Linked DNA regions of Hordeum vulgare: region 1 is linked to region 2. A link is a contact called in public Hi-C data. All regions are on one chromosome and are shown on one strand. The core of a region is the stretch at or near the end of the contact, and the rest is flanking DNA. Distances in the headings are between cores, read along the strand shown. Region 1 has its middle 21 kb from the start of LOC123447729. Region 2 has its middle 59 kb from the start of LOC123447725.

Region 1 (2,700 bases), core at 34-2,533, 45 kb before region 2:
ATCGTTGCCACACACGTACATACCTGTGTTCACAAATAGCAAGTAGGAGTAAAATATTTAGACTACCAATAGCGGGGGAGTAACTTTGACAAGTAACTACTTATTATCCTTCAAAAATAAGAAGCAAGTAAACTACTTTAGCTTTATTAACTAGCACTTACTACAGGGAAGTGCCGTTTTGGCTCTTGGGAGCATATGCTCCTGAATGAATAACAAATTCAAAATAAGTAGTAAATGAATTTTTAAAATTTCTGTCTTTTTAGATGTTCATGTTAGTGAAACAAGTGTGATTGATAACTTTTATGCAAAACGAAATTTAAGCGTAACATTTGGAAGTACCATTTGTTGTCCGGCTTGTTTATTTTACAGGTCAAATTGCTTAAACATTTCTCCTAAAAATTTAGAGGTAGCATTTTGGTGCGATAATGAACCCATCTATTTTTTCCGACTTTTGCAAAATATATTTTGTGCGCACATGAACATATGCTCCCTAGAGCCAAATTGGATTTCCAAACATTCTACCCTCTAAAATCCCGCCATCTCTTACGGCGATGAGATTAGGATTTCTTGTGGTTGTGCATGATGGCAAGATTTGATATCAGTTACTTTAGATCTATTTAAGGGTTCAACTCCAACGACTGTGACTTCAGGGCGTTGGTCATTTGGGCAACGTGTACAAAAACTTTTCGGTTGCCATAGACAAGGTCAAGCTGTTTTTGCTAAGTGAGCTACGTCAGAGGCGCATTAGCAGCTCGTTCCGACGTTGATAATGATTACTCGGTGCTCTAGAGAGCTCGATGAGTTTTCATGAAGTTTGAGGTGCTTTGTACTCCCTTGGTCCAAAAATACATGTCATGAAAATGTATGTATCTAGATGTATTCTAGTTTTAGATACAATTATTTTTATCTGTTTGTACGACAAGTAATTCCGGACGAAGGAAATAATGTTTATGGTAGATCTGGATTTTCTTTAAAAAAATTCTATCGTGTTAGAAGAAGAAAAAAAACATCAAGCTTGGAAACGAGTTGGAGCATGCAAGAAGTTGCTATCCTGATGCACACACACAAGCATGCATGTACCACGGCTTTGCAGCGGCTACTTTAGGCGCGGAAGGGTCAAACAAGCTTGGTGAGACTCATGATGAAACAAGAGTCAACAGACCACCCGAGCGAGCTAAAGCCGTTGGGACGTGCCTGCTTGATGTCGACGTAAACACTAGACTTGGACCCGATCTCGTCAAGGGCAGCGCAATCGTTCAGCCGTCCGCCGATCCAATGTATGGCTGGTGTAAGGAGAACTTTTTATCTACTCGTTTCCCCACGAGTAGTGTCTGGTGCGTGTGTGCACAAGTACTCTCTTCGTTTTTATTTATTTTATTACATATTAGGTTTGTATAAAGTTAAACCTTAAATACTTTTAATAATATACACCATTAAATCAATATTATTGGATTCATCATAGCATATATTTTCACAACATATTTTTTTAAAATAAAGCAAAAGAATTGCCAGTTTTTATAAATTAAGAAGAAGATTTAGACAAGCAAAAATAAAAGAGTACTCTGACGACATAAGTGCACTCAGATATTTAGCTCCCGCCAACGCCCAGAGGCGGGCCTCCTCTTTGTGTTGCAAAAATAATTGTGGTCGGTGAAGCCGTGTTGCGAAAGACTCTTATTTTCACATCATATAATTTATACTGTAAATGTTTATATAGTTTCTACAAACTTGATCAAATTTTACAAAATTTGGTTTCAGTCAAAGCTAATACCTGAAGTAAATAGAAACGGAGCAAGTTTGTACTTTGGGAAATGGCGAGGAGATGGCTTTCGTCGCTAAAGCAATTGGTGAGACGATGACGTGGGCCTTCCTGAGATCCGTCCCAAGTCTCGTCATTACGTCATGCGGCATTTTGTTCCCAGCTTCTGTTGTTTCATCATGAGCTTCAGTATGTTTTTTGACCATTGATCATGCAAGTTAGCTTTGCAAGCTGGGACACGTTTTGTTTCAGCCGCCTCGCAACTTCTTGCATTGCATGCTAGTATAAATTTTCAAGAGATTCCTGATACTTAGTGCATGCATGCACACGTTAGGTTCGAGCTGAATTGTTAATCATTTACATTGGCATCTCGGAATGGAATCTCAGTCTTTCGGCCGATACAGTGCTAGATAACTGGCAATGCGCGTGCACATCTATTTCGGTACGTGCACATCTATTGCACTACTGCTGCCTTGCGCAAAAATGCATGAGAAAATATAGCACTTAAGGTTTTGACTACTTGCCAATTCTCCATCTCTGCACGTTTCCTTCGCCGCCTTTTCAAAAGCCATCGGATCTTTCATCGGTTAGAATGTGAATTTCTAGGGTATTCTCGAGGAAAAACAATGGCTAGAACTTCAATAATGTCAAATTTTGGAGTACATATTTCGTCTGATCCTACATTACATACCAATATAAATTAATCCACACAATTTGTAAATGTAGTTAAATACGACAAGAAAACTTAGAAGATCAATAGCATAAGAGTATTATTAGTGATCCGTTGGCTCATGAAACACTTTAACAACGCCTTATATGCAACCCAACGACTGCACGAAGTTACATGCATCCACCTCTGAAACAGCCTCCAAGACTTAAGTATTAGAGGCGGTTTCCCATTCAAAATCACCTCCTACATTTTTCGAACCATATGTAGGAGA
Region 2 (2,700 bases), core at 130-2,629:
TAACTAGCCCAGTGATTAACAAAGTATCGATGGAATCTCTTGAATACGACGTACGCATAGCATGCAAGAAGTTGCTAGCCTGCTGCACACAGCATGTACCACGGCTTTGCAAGAAGGGTCAAAACAAGCTTTGCTGAAACTCATCATGAAACGACATACCACCCAAGCTAAAGACGTTGCTGACGTGAACACGAGACTTGGACCGTCCCGATCTCGTCAACGTCATTTTCCAGCCGCCCGCTGATCGATGGCATCTATCCATAGGCTGCTGCAACGAAAACTTTGCCCGGCTTATCTCCTCGCCTTCCCACGAGTAATCAGTCTAGTCTAGTGTGTGTGTGAGTACATTCAACATACCAAGAGGTCCACATAAAATAATAAGTACAGCCATGCATCCACGTTTCAAGGGGGCTGCGTCCCATCAATAGTACTGTATTCCATAATTTGTTTATCGCTAGCCTACAATTAATACTTCCTCCTTTCGGTTTATAGGACTTGTCTCAAATTTTAGAGGGTGCTTGATACGATTTAGTCACATGACTAAAAGTAATGAGATTAAAACTTGCTAGCCTCACCCATGCTTGGATCTAAGTACTAAAGAGACTAAAATTAAGTTAATGAGCATTTATTATCCTTCAAACCCTCCAATTCAGAACTTGCATGAGGAGTTAAATGAGGAGAGAGAGAACTAATGCACATTTTAGTAGGGGTGCCCCTGACTAAAAGATTTTAGAGGGTGCTTGGATCCAAGAGACTAAAACTAGTCTGACTAAAACTAGTCTCTTTAAGAGGCTAAAGTTCCAAGCACCCCTGACTAAAGAGAGGCTAAAACTAATCTTGAGGCTAAAATCTTTTAGTCAAGGGTACCCTACTAAAATGTGCATTAGTCCTCTCTCTCCTCATTTAACTCCTTATGCAAGTTCTGGATTGGAGGGTTTGGAGGATAATAAATGCTCATTAACTTGATTTTAGTCTCTTTAGTACTTGGATCCAAGCATGGATGAGGCTAGCAAGTTTTAGTCTCATTACTTTTAGTCATGGGACTAAAACGTATCCAAGCACCCTCTTAGCCTCAAGACTAGTTTTAGCCTCTCTTTACTCAGAGGTGCTTGGAACTTTAGCCTCTTAAAAAGACTAGTTTTAGTCAGACTATTTTTAGTCTTTTGGATCCAATCACCCTCTTAGTTTTTCCGTTTTATAGGTCTGACCTGTGTTTACACACACGTACAGACCTGTGTTTACAAATAGCAAGCTACTTTAACTAGTCTGATCAACAAAGCATCAATGGAATCTCTTGAAGACGACGTACGCATAGCACACAGCATGTGCCACGGATTTGCAAGAAGGGTCAGAACAAGCTTTGCTGAAACTCATTATGAAACGACATACACTGACGTGAACACGAGACTTGGACCGGCCCGATGTCGTCAACGTCAAAGGGTCACGCTATTTTCCAGCCGCCCGCCGCCCAACGTCAAAGGCTGCTGCAACGAAAACTTTGCCCGGCTTATCTCCTCACCTTCCCACGAGTAGTCGGTCTAGTGTGTGTGTGAATACATTCAGCAGACCAAGAGGTTCCCATAAAATAATAAGTACAGGCATGTAACAACGTTTCGAGGGGGCTGCGTCGCATGAAAATTTCATAATTTATTTATCACTGTCTAAAATTAATGAAGCGAGGAGGACCGGTGAGGGGTGGTTGGAGGCTCCCTGCCGGCATGCCACGGCGGCCCTCGACTCCGCGGTGAGGCTCCATTCGATTTCACCCAGCTACGAGTTCTGGGTGACACGACTTCCGGTGAAAATCGGGTTGGTTTCGGTCATGGCGGACGATGACGGTGTCTAGGACGTCGTTCCCTTGTCGAAGCATCATTGTTGCACGTCATGGCACCCCACTCGGATGATGCTCTGGCACCCCACTCGGATAATGCTCAGGGGAAAACCCTAGATCTAGATTTATCGGATCGTACGATGGTGGCACCTTCGATGCCGTTGTCCCTCCGGGGGCTTCGTTTTGGAGCAAATGTTGTTCGGACGGGACAAGTGAAGGAGCGGTGTCGCATTCATCGCAAGGCCGGCGGCGGATCCCGGTGGCATGGCGCTGCTGAGGTTTGGCAACGGGCACGTGTGAGCGGATACGTGCATGATGGTGGAGTTGTCTGACGTCATGGTGACGTCGACGACGGGTCAGGCAAGGTCGATGAGTCAGTTCCTGCTTTGGAGATGGACAGGCGAAAGATGGCGGTGACATCCTTTGAGAGTGCGCCGGACTAGGTGGACCCAGTCTTGATGTGTGGCCGGGCTGGGGCATCCGGCTATAGATGTTAGGTTTTGGTGTGATATTCGTTTGGTGTTTGGTCCGGATATTTGGCACACCTTCATCAAAGGGACATGAGTAGCAACAAGTGTTGCCTAGATGGTGGATTGCGGCTGACTGATGTATTACTTTGTATGATCTTTGTAAATAATCAATAAAATTGTTGCATACATCGTCCAAATGCAGAGCCCAGGGGTTTATCCTCCTTTTCTAAAAAAAATACTCATTACCATTCTCGTCGACGGTGGCCTCAATGCTCGCACAATCACAAGCGTTTGAATGCTCGCAATCCTAAGTCATCTCTTTCTTACTATAAGATGAGAAATTTTATTTTTCTCACGTGAGGTTTTGGCGAGGTGTGCACGTGTGATTATTGATGATTT

Evidence for each region. A called contact is a pair of places that touch in the nucleus more often than the background predicts.
Region 1: a Hi-C map of an unstated tissue shows a contact between it and region 2, with 4 times the contacts expected there. The contact joins two enhancer-like sites. A contact is called at or near these places in 3 of 6 Hi-C or Micro-C datasets (leaf, seedling and an unstated tissue).

What each region holds. Positions count from the first base shown.
Region 1 is chr4H:32,338,049-32,340,748 of MorexV3_pseudomolecules_assembly, reverse strand. No RefSeq gene overlaps it. Among protein-coding and RNA genes, the nearest start is that of LOC123447729, 21 kb to the left of the region's middle. Within about 2 kb of position 1,283, at least 1 of the 3 cell types and tissues checked has open chromatin away from gene starts, as enhancers often do. A contact at or near this core is called in leaf, where this site is marked.
Region 2 is chr4H:32,292,655-32,295,354 of MorexV3_pseudomolecules_assembly, reverse strand. No RefSeq gene overlaps it. Among protein-coding and RNA genes, the nearest start is that of LOC123447725, 59 kb to the right of the region's middle. Within about 2 kb of position 1,379, at least 1 of the 3 cell types and tissues checked has open chromatin away from gene starts, as enhancers often do. A contact at or near this core is called in leaf, where this site is marked.